Linked DNA regions of Hordeum vulgare: all the other regions are linked to region 2. The links are chromatin contacts, called in public Hi-C maps. All regions are on one chromosome and are shown on one strand. Each heading gives the region's core, a stretch centred on a gene start, on an enhancer-like site or on the middle of the called end of the contact. The rest is flanking DNA. Distances are from core to core; before and after follow the strand shown.

Region 1 (4,638 bases), core at 2,099-4,598, 240 kb after region 2:
CGAGGACGGCCTCCAGTGTGCGTTCGGGGACGGCCCATCATTGTCGTATTGCCGACCGCGGGGCTCGACACCGTTGGTGGCGGCGAGCTGGTCGGCGTGTTGGCGGTCGAAGAATGCCGTCCAGAGCGCGCCGCTGTCGGGGGCGTACCGCGGGACATTGCGCGAGTTCTCCGGCAGGTCGGACCTAATGTGCGCAATCTCCGCCCGCCGCTCAGCTCCGGTGGGCGGTGGCGGCACCGGAACGCCGCCGACGTTGAGCCTCCAAGACCCCGGCACCCTCATGTCACGCGGCCCCGGGTACTCCGCCTCGTACAAGAGGCGGGCCTCATCCTCGCGGAGGTGCCGGCGACCGAAGCCATTGGCGGCAGCTCCATCGTCGGGGTAGCGCTCGGTCATTGTGAAGGAGAGGAGAGAAGGCGAAGAAGGTCGTGGTGAAGAAGAAGAGGGGAGAGTGTCGGTGGTGAGAAGTGTGAGGCCACCGACCGGGGGGCGCCTTGTATAGCCGCGGGCGGGTGAGAACGCGGAGCGTCGGCGTGTGAACGCATGGTAGGAACCGACGGGACATGCGTCAACGGGACGTGCGTCGTCGCGCCACTCGTGAATCAATGAAAGGCTGACCAGCGGTGCAGCCTTCGCATTGATTCCCGTGAAAAAACGAGGTGATGAGGACGACGACCGCGCGGCGAGTCGCTGACTCGGCGGGCCTAGCGTTTTTCACGCCAAAACGTTTTTCTGTCGGCGCCCCCGGACGACCCCCAGCGCGCTGTGTTCGGCCTGAGACCACCTGAGCCAATTTCAGTCTGAACCAACGAAAAACGGCCTCTTAGAGACGTGAGTGGGTCGATTTCGCACCATTGGAGCAAAAAATAATCGCTCGAAAGGGCCTGTTAGGGGGAGGGGGCGAGTGGAGATGCTTTACATTGAAGCGATTGAGCCGGAATGACTCCTCACCTCGTTGGAAGCTTTGCGTAAAATCTGACAATGACAAATTGGCCCCTCCTGTGGCCTTGTACTAGTAAGTTGCAACTGAAGCAACGAGTCGACCAACAAGGTGGATCTTGGAAACACAATCTTGTCTTGATGATGACGCTAAACAAGGAAGAAAACAAAGAAGAAGCGACAGGCATCGAACATTACAAATGCACGGTCATTTAGGAAACGCGGGTTCTAAGATATTCGGTACTACACTCCTCGAGTGTGGAATTACAAATTCTAGGATATTCCGTGCATGGGTGGATGTTGAGCTCGCCGCCACTCCCTCGATGATTCCATTTATTTTATGTATGTACTTATAAAGCAAACCTCTGAGACCATCATGAGTTAAGTTCGGCACGCCGTCCATCCATGTATATGCAGCCACACCATCAGGATGCATTTCAAGGATACCTCCAGAAAAGAAGAGCAAACGGAAAAAACAACAAGGTTGCGTTTGGTAGCCTCCATTAAGACCAATCAGGCGGGCTAAATGGTAAGTCGTTTGGTTGGCTGACTTACACGTATAAACTGGTCTGTATGAAATTTGAAGCGTCCTCACACGCTTAAATTAACAGTTTTTCATATACGAGTTGGGCTTAATGCAATTTACATTAATTGAATTTAATGCAAACAAACAAACAACATACAGATGATGACCAAAAGCTTGTATACGCTCCACGGGACCAAATCGGTTTGGAGCGCTCGGGTTCCGAGCCCCCCCCCCCCCCCCCCAACCCGTCCAATGTCACCACCCATACGCCGTCTTTAAATTAAAATCGGACCAAATTCGAACTAATTTAGAAAATTTTGGATAAAATTTAGGCGATTTCATTAAAATTTGTACAAACTTAAAAAAGATAAGAAACATAAAAAATAACTATGCCGCCGCCGCTAACCTAGTTCATGTCGAGGAGCTGGTAGAAGACGGTGTAGTCGCCGCTGTCGTCGTCCTTCGCGTCGTCCTTGCTGGAGCCTTGTCCTGGATTGCCGTTGCGGATGGAGGCGGTCTACATCGGCATCTCTTCATCACTGTCGTCGAGGACGATGACGCCGCGCGGCGACCTCCACCAAAGCGCGGCGCCGGCGCTTCATTTCCTCCCGAACGTAGTCGTCGCGCGACCACTTCAAGCCGGTGTCCATGCCAGCGGCCATCTCAACGTGCTCCTGCTTGACGGCCACCGGTGCCGTCGGCGGCTCCTTCTCCTTCTTTGGCCTGACCAGTCGAAGGTGGCCGCGGGGAGGCGAAGGTTGGCGACAACCCTCATTTATGACAAGGTTGTCACCACGGCTGTGACGACGCACCAACATCTCCTGGGGCTCGACCTTGACGGTGACGAGCGGCGTTGTCATGCCGGAGGAGCGGGACAAGGACAAGGAGGAGGACCCCATCATTCACCTCAGCAGCCACGAGCTGTCGCTCCAGTGCGAGAGCGACGGCGACGGGTACTTCAGTGGCGGCTCGTTGCCGCCCTCGATGTGCTCGAGGACAGCGTGGAGAATGCGCTTGGGCACGCCCCACCACTGATGACGGTCATCGGAGTTGTGACGCCCCCTGGCAGCGAAAACCAGTTGGTGGAGGCGAGCTTGTCAGCGTGGCGGCACTGAAAGTACGTCATCCACAGAGGGAGGTCGTCGACGACGTTCCTTTCTTCATGTCGCGCGTCCTCCGGCAAAGAGGCCCGGATGCACGCGATCTCGCCGCGACGTTCCACGGCGGATGGTGAAGGGAGCACGGGGACTCCTCCGAGGCTCAGCCTCCACGCGCCCGGCATGCGCATGTCTGGCGGCGCCGGGTAGTTGGCCTCGTGGAGGACTCGCGCCTCCCATTCATGCAACGACCGACGGCTGAAGCCGTTGGTGGCCGCTCCGTCGCCTGGGAATTGCTCCGCCATGGTTTTAGGAAGAAAACCGGCGGTGGAGGCGAGAGAGATGGGAGTAGAGGTTGGGGGGCGAGTGTGTGGCGAGCGGCGGCGACGCGCGGATTTTATAACGAAGAAGAGGCGGGAGCCGTGTGCACACATGGCGAAAAAGGACAGGACGTGCGGTGGCGTGCCATTACTGTGCCGCCAGACCTTGAAATCCGGCACATTGAATTGGCACGGGAGCCAAGGTGATGAGGAGGACGAACGTTCTTGGCGACGTCCGGTCTCGCTGACTCGGCGGGTTCACGCGGAAGGGATTTGACGCCTTCGGTGCGCTAGGTTCGGTCTGGATCTGTCGGCATCAATTTTGATCTAAGTTGACGAAAAACAAGATCCTAAAACATGATTGGACGGATTTTTTTAGGTCGACGTTAAAAATAGAAATGGACGGCTGTTGGGGACTCGGGTGAAGATGCCCTCGGAAACCAACCGAACACGCCCCAAACCATGCAACACGTTGATCTGATCTCCATAGCCGAAGGAATGCCCAAACAGCACAGGACAGCGCCACCCTTTCGCATCATTGCCAACCCAAACCACCCCCTAATCCCTGTGGTGCCGTACTACATTGGCCTCTGTCCTGTTGATTCGGGTGCAAAAGCTGCACTGTCATTGATGGTCCTGTTTCACCTTTCCTAACCAGCCCAAAGATTCCTGTCCTGTCCTCTCCTCTCCTCTCCTCCATTGCAGAGCACTTTGTTGTGCTTGATCAACGGAAAAGGCTCCATTCAATTCCATACCATGTGATGTCTCGGCACTTCCTTTTCCAAAGGGCAGAGAAGAGGACCACGATACTCTCTCTGTCACTGTCGCTGCCTCACTGTCTGTCTGCGCTTCCTTCCCCCACTCGTTCATAACTGCGTGCCACCTTTGCACTGTGCCATTACAAGAATGCATAACCACTTTGGCGGCCTAAATGCTTCTTCATTCATGATAATGCTCCTACTAATCCAGTCAAGTGGATCTCTCCAGCTCGGCTGATAAGTGTCGAAGGCTCTCTCGTGCTTCTTCGTTTGTTCATGTGCGAGGGTGAAGCTGCGTCCTTCACAAGGTGCTTTCCTTTGCTTTAGCGTCAGATTCATTTGCATGATGCCTCCCTTGCAGTTTACAGATGCTTGCATTGCATCCCAATCTGATCACAAGCAATAAACAAACCATATTTGCCTCCATGGATTTGCCCAGCCCACCCACATGGCGCCATGCTCATGCAGCACATTCCCTCCTCCTTCTAATCTTCTTCTACCTTTGATGCAGCTGCTCCCATGTGATGTGCGCCTGAGCTGAGCAGGAGCAGAGCTCGCCTCACTCCGGAGTGACAGCACAGCACCGGTAGACAGATCTGTCCCGAGACCGATGGAGCGGTCCTGCTACTTCCCGCTGCGGTGGGAGAGCACCGGCGACCAGTGGTGGTACGCCTCGCCCATCGACTGGGCGGCGGCCGACGGCCACTACGACATCGTCCGCCAGCTGCTGCACCTCGACCCCAACCTCCTCATCAAGCTCACCTCGCTCCGCCGGATCCGCCGCCTCGAGTCGCTCTGGGACGACGACGCCCGCTTCGTCCACGCGCCCCGCCACCGCGCCTCCGTCGCCCGGGGCCTGCTGCTCGAGTGCGAGTGCAAGCACGGCGCCGAGAACACGCTGCTCCGGGCCGGCTACGGCGGCTGGCTGCTCTACACGGCGGCCTCCGCGGGGGACGCGGGCTTCGTGCAGGAGCTGCTGGACAGGGACCCGCTGCTCG
Region 2 (4,885 bases), core at 598-3,097:
TGGATCTTATGTTATGGCATCGTTGGTCATCAGTGCTCATCGGGGTCTATACTTATCAAGTCAACACACAGGAGGAAAAAAATCAAATGCATAGCCATGCATATGCACCATATTTCTAGATCAGATGAGAATTTGACAAAGAAAAAAGCATGCTTGTTACACCAATTATTGTTGCCACAACCAGGGCATCAGGGAACCCACCCACCTTTGACTCCCGCATGGCAGAGTGGGAATTTTTCCTTTTCTTTTAACTAATCCCATCTGAAAACTTCCATGGTTCCATGAACCTCCGCATCTCCCTCCTCGAGGCCTTCTCACAGATCGAAAGGAAACAACAAGCGGAACAGACGGCTGCCAGAGGAAATATAGTATCATATGAATAGATATGTCCAGGTGGAGCCTCACATAGAGCTTGACAGCGGTAGGGAATTGGAGCCCTGAAGGCGGCCTTGGGACGACAATCTGCTCGACGAGGACAACCCCGTCCGGTCGCACGGCCCAACTCCGCCACGCCTCACCGTCACAGCCTCCCGCAAGGCGGTTGCACCACTCACTCCATCGATTGTGAGTTTGGCTGGCCGGCTGCAAAAACCAGTCTGTCGCTCGCCGCGCCTAAATTGTCGCAGTCGCCGCACGTCCGCGCTTAAATTGCTGCAGTCACCGCATGTCTTAGCTGGCTCCGTGACTTCGATGTCATCGGCCTCGGCATGACTCGTACCTGGACGAATCGCCCCGTAGGATTGGCATCGCTTGCGCACGGTTCATCCGCCCTTCACTCCACGGATCCACCCTTCCTCACCTCTCCTCTCCTCGACAAGCTGATATTTATGGGAGATCACGCGAAAGGCAGCGATGGATGCTGTGTTTGATTCCAACAAATCGACCGTATTGTGAGGGGTCACGAAAAAAAACAGGTAGATTCTTTCGAAGAAATCCAGGCGAGCTTGTAAAAAAATCAAACCAAGCGACGTGGAGGTTCGCATACATGTGGGCCGAGGGGAACGCATGAAGCGGTATGTCTACGATGGGATGAGTACAACACGTATGATCGAAACTTGGGAAAAAACACACGATCGAAACGAAACTAAAAAGAAACAAAACAGGGGCGCCCCGACCTGCACGAAAAAGAGAGAAAAATACAAGTGAGAACCAGGGATCGAACCCTGGTCTCCTGGGTGGAGACTTGAACCGATAATCATCGCACTACTCATCGATTGTTGCTCTACTAACGTATCGGTGTCTATAACAACAAATAACAGCGCCGATTTCAGAAATTCGAAAAACGAACCGTTTTTTTGACTTACGAATGGCATTGGTGGGTAATTTTAGGCAACTTCGGGGGCAATTTAAATGACGGATGACCAGAAATCCTATTTGCCTTATTATTAGGGAGAGAAGTGTTGAGTTGCAACCTAAAAACCGTGTAAGTGTTGAGCCGTGCAAATCTAGTTTGGTAGTTTCTCCATTTCTAAATATAAGTTTGGTTAGAGGTTCTACTAGAAGACTATATACAAATGTATATATTATATAGACATACTTTAGAGTGTAAATTCATTCATTTTGCTTCATATGTACTCTCTCTGTAAACTAATATAAAAGTGTTTTAGTGATCTAAACGCTCTTGTATTAGTTTACGGAGGGAGTAGTGTCTAACTAAAATCTTTAAAAATACTTATATTTAAGAACGAAGGAAGTACAATGATATTATAAATTTTGCTTTGTCTTCCGATGCGGTAAGCAGGCTTCAACAGGCTGAAGCCAGCCCTCGAACAAACTAATTTCATATTTAAACCTCCAGCCCATTAGCCACCTCCGCAGCCCACAGCCCATGCAGTTCGCCGCGACGACCTGTTTCGTCCAACTCCAACACGAACAGCCGCCATTAGCGAGCAGCGGACGCGGGCCTCGAGCCTCCAACCCTAGCTAGCGACGAGCGGACACGGGGCAAGCAGCAGCGGGCGCCCGGCCAGCCGGCGACAGTGGTGGGGTTGGCCGGCGGCAAGCAGCAGCCCATGCCCTGTGCCCCACGGCAAGCATCATCCACGCCCCACGCGCCAACAACAAGCAGCAGCGGCTGTTGGGCGGCGGACCCTAGCCGCCTAGCGTCTGGATTCCGTAGCAGCTGCCGGCGCCCGTGCCAGGAGCCGGGATCCAGGATCCAGGAGCCACGCTCACACCGCCCGCGAGCTAGTGGCATCCAGCAAAATCAAGGTACATGTCAGTCAAATCCTAAATATTTTGCTAAGCATGTACTGTTAGCTATTGTTAATTGATATGGTATCCAATATAACGTACTATTTGTTTGTCGATGTATAAAAAACTAAAAATGAAGAGGTCAAATATGATCATGCATAGTTTTTATGCAAGTAGTTCAAGCACTCCTCTTGTTGAACCTAAAGCTGTCCCAGTTAATGTGGATTTAGATCCCCTTCCCTTAACTACATGTGCTAAAAAGATCAAATTTGATGTTTTTCGAGAAAAATCCAGAAATATTCCAGTAAATATTACATGTACCTAGTTGTAATTTGGAAAATAGGATGAGAGATAATGTTTTTTTTTAAAAGGGAGTTTAATTTTATCACCGTTAACTTTGAGCCCACACTAAATTTTCTTCCTGGATTCTCCACTGCCCCCCTAGACAATCTTGTTTAGCTCCGCCAGAGTCAAGATCGCTTTGGTCGAGCTCCATCTATATTTTGTCTTGTCTTGGCTGCTGTTGACCTGTACTGATCATTACACCTAACACATTGATATTTTGCTAGAACTAATATTTATCATCTTATATTGTTGTGGTCTGTACTAGGGAATGTAGGAAACCAGAGCCATTAGCATCGATCAGAAGAGACCCTGTGTTGAGCTGGCCCCCGCCATGCCATGGGTGGATGTTGCTAGATTCTGGGCCTTGGCAATACATGGGGTGATACTAGAAGGTCTCAAGGAAGTATCTGCAGTTGGTTATAGTTTCATCTTGCTGCTGTTAGCTATTATTATATTTAACGACTGTGATATTCAGCACCCAGGCTGGCTAATTGCTAGTCCCGCCACCTGATGTCTCAGCTGAGTCTCTGGCGCCGCCACGGTGCCAGGAGAGCCCTGCAATTACTCCCTCCTTGTAGATTATCCTTATCATCAGTTACACACTTGAATCGAGATCTTAACAGTATTGACCTCACGATGGAGGAAGAAGCATTAGCAGCGCAGATCAAGGGTTCTCTTTTGAAGGCACGCAATGGAGATGTGCAGGATTTGGTTCAGTCCCTTGGGGTTGACTGTCCGGGAATTCAGCCTACAAGTAACACTGTGGACAGCTTGTTGTGTAAGTTTGGGGATGACTGGAAATCTGCTTTTAGTCTTTTTCAGTGGGCACAGTTGAGTGGCAATTACAAGCACACGGCATATGCTTGTAGTCGGATGATTGACTTGCTTGGGAAGATGAGGCAGATTGATCGGATGTGGGATCTATTGTCTGACATGCACTGCAGAGGCCTTGTGACTGTCGAGACAGCTGCAAAGAGCATCAGGAGGCTGGCAGGTGCAAGGAGATGGAAGGATGCTGTCATGCTGTTCGATAAGCTGGAGGACATGGGGCTGGAGAGGAATACAGAGACTATGAATGTTCTGCTGGATGTACTTTGCAAAGAAAAGAAGGTTGAAGTAGCACGTAAGGTCTTTCTCGTGCTCAGTCCGCACATTCAGCCTGATGCATACACGTTCAACATTTTTGTCCATGGCTGGTGCAGTGCACGTAGAATCGATGAGGCAAAGTGGACAATTGAGGAGATGAAGGCCCGGGGGTTCCCGCCTTCAGTTATCACCTACACCGCTGTTCTTGAAGCTTACTGCAAGCAACACAATTTTAGGATGGTCGATGAAGTTCTTGATTCGATGTGTTCTGAAGGCTGCCATCCAAATGTCATCACTTACACTATGATCATGACCTCACTGTCAAAATGTTATATGTTTGAAGAAGCTCTGAGTGTATCTCATAGAATGAAGGCCTCTGGCTGTAAGCCCGATACATTGTTCTACAATTCCTTGATTAACGTGCTTGGTAAAGCGGGCCATCTGTCTGAAGCTTCCCAAGTATTTCAATTGGAGATGCCAATGAATGGTGTGCCCCATAGTTTGGCTACCTATAACACCATGATATCAATCTTTTGCCAGAAAGACCGAGATGAAGACGCCATCAATGTGCTGAAAGAAATGGAGGCACACTCTTGCAAGCCTGATCTTCAGACGTATCGGCCACTTCTCAGACTGTTTTTAAGCAGAAGAGGCCAATACCATTCCATTCGGAACTTGTTGAATGAGCTGATCAATAAACAAAGTCTATGTTTAGATGTGGATACATACAGTCTTCTGATCCATGGTCTTTGCAGGGTGGGTGAGACTGACTGGGCATATCAACTGTTTGAAGAGATGGTTGGTAGTGAGATAGTGCCTAGGTATAAAACATGGGAGTTGCTATTGAATGAAGCACAAAGGAAAAACATGGAGGGTCGTGCCGAAAGAATTCGAAATTACATGACTTGTTTTGGCCTTTCTGTTTAATTAGATGAATTTTATTCGTACAAGATTATTTTTTCTAGTGGTCAGCTCATATGATTATTTTTCTAATGGTCAGCTCATAGCGTTATTTGGCATTACTTGACAACTAATGTGGCAATGCTTTAAAACGTTTATGTCCATTAGGCTGGCCATAGTGAGAGTAACTTAGGTAGTATCTTGTACTTAAAACTAGCAAACATGCTGATGTGACACATAATTAAAAAAGAGAGAGAAGGTTAGAGTAACATAGGTAGATACCGTAACATGTTAAATGCTATGTTATTATGTGTCATGCATGTCAATAAACATAGTATGATACTATGTTATAATACTATGC
Region 3 (4,598 bases), core at 1,914-4,413, 170 kb before region 2:
TATGGTTTTGGAAAGCCTTTTTGATAATAAGATCCAAATAAAATCTTTGGGGCAAACCATCTATCCTAATTGGAGGACTTGTAGTACAAACCTCTATTTAGGGGTTTTTAAAGCTTAAAATAAATAAATGCCCTTTGGATCAAAATGATATTTAGTAAGAATAACTTTAGGTCCCGTACACAAGGCATGGTCATTGTGCAAGGACTTGGAGCAAGAAGATAAGTTTTGAGAGAAGGGATTTTTTTGAGTAAAACCCAAATAAGCAAACAAGCATATAACAACCAATTCAATCATCACAAGCACGCAAAAAGTTTAAACGATTCCAAATTTTATAAAAGCATTCAGTGGAAAAGTGGTACAAACACAGGGTGTGACACCGCAACAATGCGTGTTCATCATCTAGTTTTTAAAAGGATGACACTCTAAACAATTCCTAAAATGTCTCTCTTCCTCTCATCATTCTTACAGTTCAGCCCAATCCCTCGATAGATACGGTGACCCAATCACAAATTAGCACGATTAACATTGATCAAGACAAGTGCATCATACTTTGAAAAATCCCTAGATAGTCCATCATACACTTACAAGCAGAACATGACAAGCATAACCGAAGATGAACTGGCAAGCATAACTGAAGATGGACTGAAGACAAGTAGAGCTCATCATACACCGAGACACGCTCCTTGTCTACTAGCAGCTCCAACTCCTTGTCGGCTGTCAGCTCCATCTCCTAGTTGCCCAACAGAGTTGCACCCGCATCTGTAAGAACTCCTTGTCATGTAGATCCGACGTGAAACACAAATGCTCCCTTGGAGGGTTTGATAATTAATGACAACATACATTATCTCTTGGATTAATGGTTCTACCTAGTGTTTCAGATTTAGTCCAAAAGATTGTTGTGGCTCGAAGTTGTGAGGAGGATCCCCAAGAAGGGAAGGATAGAATTGTCAAAGCTTCAAGCTTCAAGACTCTATATTTTATATTTATGTGAGAAATCACATTTGAGTCCATAGGAAAGCAAATACTATTAAAAGGGGATGAGGTATCTATGACGATTTGGTTGCTCAAGTGCTTAGAGATTAGCCACCAAAACCCTCAAGAATTCCCCCACAATATATTCTGTCAAAACCCTAATAGTCAAATTTGGTACCACCGATATTTCTAAATCGGCCATACGAAGTTTCCCTTAGACAGATTCTAGAGCCAAACCCTAGCATCTCGGTGCCACCGAGATCACATTCGACACAACCAAAAAGTAGGTGCCAACTTTGTGTTGCCAAAGTGTTAAATTTTGGAATTCCCGAGTTTTTCATTTCTGTCCCACCGAGAGTTGAATCTGCCCAAGGTTACCCGAATCAGTTTCACCGAGTTGTGTATATCGGTCTCGCCGAAAATCCGAAAGTTGCCACCTTTTGCACTAGTCGGTGTAACCGAGTTTCTACTTCAGTTCCACTTAGTTGGGCAATAATGTTGTAACCGTTGGATTTTTGGAGATGGCTATATATAGCCATCCACCTCCCTCTCATTCGTAGAGAGATCACCCAGAACAAACCGACACTTGCCCCATCTATTTTTAGAGATAAAACTACCTACTTATGTGTTGAGATCAAGATCTTCCACTCCAACCACATGAATCTTGATTTCAAGCCTCTCTAAGTTGTTTTCCATCCAATCAATGTCCTATACCAAGCCAAATCTGTGAGAGAGTGATTGAGTGTCGATGAGACTATCTTTTGAAGCAGTTCATCATCCATACCACATCTATTATCTTTTAGAGAGTGATGTCTCCTAGATTGGTTAGGTGTCGCTTAGGAGCCTTCAATTCATTGTGGAGTTGAACTGAGAAGTTTGTAAGGGCAAGGAGATCGTCTACTTCGTGAAGATATACCCCAAGTGAGGCTAGTCCTTCATGGACATAAGCCATGACGGAATAGACAAGGTTGCTTCTTCGTGGACCCCTTCTCGATGGAGCTCTCCTGGACTCACGCATCCGTTATCCTCCATGGGTTGAAGTCTCCATGAACATGGATGTACGATAGCACCACCTATCGGAACCACGTCAAAAATTTGTGTTTCATCTTTGCGTTTGATCTTCCTATCTCTACTCCTTACTTACATGTGCATGTCTTTACTTTCCGCTGCTATACTCGTTGACTTGCATGTGTAGGGTGCTCTAGACTTGATAGAATTGCTAAAACTTGCCAACCATTAAAATTAGGAAAACGTTAGGTTTTATTTTGCCAAGTAGTCTATTCACCCCCTCTAGATATCCCTTCTTGATTCCTCATGACAGTAGGAGGTGCATCTGTTGTACCGACTCTTCTCCTTATACGTTGAGGGATACGGGGAGCATCGTCGTTCATCGCCTCCGTCGTCGAGCAGGAGAAGGCTACCACCGTCCTCTAGCAGGCCAAGGTTGTCTGGCCCGTGCTCCTCCCACTCTTTCTCGACCACGATAACAAATCCAATTTTGGCTCGGACGAGAAGGTGGCGCAGGTTATGCCGACAAAAAGGAAGAGCGACACGGGTGAGTTAGGGATTTCACACCGAGTGAGGGGAATCACGAGAGAGTGAGGTGGTGGGGAGGGGGGGGGATTGGGAAATGACAACCTTTCGTAGCGTTACAAAATTTGAACTACACTTTTTAAACGCTATTATAAATGTTTACCGGGAAAGTGATTATTATTTTGAAGAAGAAGGCATTTATAATTATATATAGGGAATTTTTGAAATTCCGCCTATGTGGCATCCGGCTCATGGGCGCTGAAACCACACAAGCCTTACACGCCGCGGGTTGTTTGATCTTCTTGGACAAGAAGTTAGGCACTCGGGTTTTCAATCAAAGAAAAGAGAGAAAAAGGAAAAATAAAGAAGCACGGCGCCGGTCGTTTCACCTTCTTGGACGAGAAGTAAGCAGGCATGGCCCACCACCGCTCCCTCCTCTCGTGATTATCGTAGCCAAACCCAGCAGCGGTCCTGGGTTTCCATGGGCTCCAACGTTCGCCCCGTCCCACCCACCCACCCACCCACAGGAACCTTCTCGAAACCATCGCCCCGCTCCTCGCTCGACCCCACCCGTCAGCCAGCCAGCCAGCCAGCCACCCATTCCATTCCCGGTAGCGGAGAAACAGAAGGCGATCCGCGGCCCGCGCCGCTCTGCGGGCCCCTCCACCCAATGAACCCCCCGTTATATAAATCCTCCCCCCCGGTCTCGCTAATCGCATCGCAATCTCGAATAGCTGTCCCAATCCTCGATCTGTTCTCGACCCTCCTCCGTCCACCGCAGCTTCAGATTTCCCCATGGGTAACCCCGTCACCTCGAGCGCTTATTATCTCTTGTACTACTTTTCGATTCCTGGTGGTGCTTTGGCTGATTACTGTTCGTTCCTTTTGCTGGATGCATTTCCGTGCCCTGCGCAGCTCCCATCAAGATCGGCATCAACGGTGAGCTCGATCCCCCGATCTGATCTGGTTTGCTTGTCCGTTGGCTGTTTCCGTGTGTTCATTTTCTCATGAATGGATTTTTGCTTTCCCCTGCAGGTTTCGGCCGGATCGGCAGGCTTGTGGCCAGGGTTGCGCTCCAGTGCCCCGATGTCGAGCTCGTCGCCGTCAACGACCCGTTCATCACCACCGACTACATGGTATCGTTCTCGATTCCACTCGCTCATGAGATCTGTAGGTGTTTATGGTAGGTTCGTTGTGTATTCGTGCTTGTGACACCCGTTTACGGGCTGGCGACTGTCACCTTAGATCTGTTCTCGAATAGTTTGGATTTGTTATTTTCGTCACGCGCTCATGCTCAGCTCCACAACACCAAGCACGGTTAACTCGTTATGCATTGGAATCTAGGTTCTAGTGAATGTTGCTACATCTGAATATAAATCATCAGTTTTGTGATGGTACTGTTAGATCTGCTTTGCAAGTGCTTTTTTGTGTACGTTAATTATATTCCTCACATCCCGTGGAGAATATTTTTACAGTTCTGGATTCGAGGAATCTATTTGTTCCACGCAGTGACTATTGTTCTATTGTGGTACTATTTAAAATAGATGTAATCTCTGGTGGTTTATATACATGCAGTCTTCAGTGCCAGTTGCCAATAATTAACTAAAGTGTAACGCTAGTTCCACTTGTCTCTCGTTCATATTATGGTTCTGAATTACGTGCTTGCAACTTGCAGACCTACATGTTCAAGTATGACACTGTCCACGGACAGTGGAAGCACCATGAAGTTAAGGTGAAGGACTCCAAGACCCTTCTCTTCGGTGAGAAGGAGGTTGCTGTGTTTGGTTGCAGGTTTGTTACCATTTATTTTGGTTCCCATGCAGTTAATTTCCATGGTAAGCTGTACAGGCTGATCAACAAGCCCTTATGTAGAAACCCCGAGGAGATTCCATGGGCCGCTGCTGGTGCTGAGTACGTTGTGGAGTCCACCGGTGTTTTCACTGACAAGGACAAGGCTGCAGCTCACATTAAGGTAAATTCTTTCACAGTCTCCATTTCATGGTAACTGAACCTTTCTTGTGTATATTTGTGCTAAATAGTTTCCTGTGTTACCACTTACAGGGTGGTGCCAAGAAGGTCATCATTTCTGCTCC

What was found. A called contact is a pair of places that touch in the nucleus more often than the background predicts.
Region 1: a Hi-C map of leaf shows a contact between it and region 2, with 3 times the contacts expected there. The contact joins the promoter of LOC123401855 here to the promoter of LOC123401433 in region 2. A contact is called at or near these places in 5 of 6 Hi-C or Micro-C datasets (leaf and seedling) and 1 of 1 datasets of contacts at active chromatin or transcription factors (embryo).
Region 3: a contact with region 2 is called in a Hi-C map of leaf, with 6 times the contacts expected there. The contact joins the promoter of LOC123406314 here to the promoter of LOC123401433 in region 2. A contact is called at or near these places in 2 of 6 Hi-C or Micro-C datasets (leaf and seedling) and 1 of 1 datasets of contacts at active chromatin or transcription factors (embryo).

The regions. Positions count from the first base shown.
Region 1 is chr6H:339,167,209-339,171,846 of MorexV3_pseudomolecules_assembly, forward strand. It overlaps LOC123401855, which reads left to right and starts at 3,349. Exons shown (of 3, transcript XM_045095711.1): 1 at 3,349-3,948; 2 at 4,152-4,638. The coding sequence starts at 4,251.
Region 2 is chr6H:338,925,591-338,930,475 of MorexV3_pseudomolecules_assembly, forward strand. LOC123401433 (pentatricopeptide repeat-containing protein At3g04130, mitochondrial) reads left to right here and starts at 1,848. Exons shown (of 2, transcript XM_045095246.1): 1 at 1,848-2,211; 2 at 2,804-4,623. The coding sequence starts at 3,049. The coding sequence ends at 4,551.
Region 3 is chr6H:338,750,509-338,755,106 of MorexV3_pseudomolecules_assembly, forward strand. It overlaps LOC123406314 (glyceraldehyde-3-phosphate dehydrogenase 2, cytosolic), which reads left to right and starts at 3,164. Exons shown (of 12, transcript XM_045099798.1): 1 at 3,164-3,304; 2 at 3,421-3,444; 3 at 3,541-3,641; 4 at 4,181-4,296; 5 at 4,378-4,477; 6 at 4,567-4,598. The coding sequence starts at 3,301.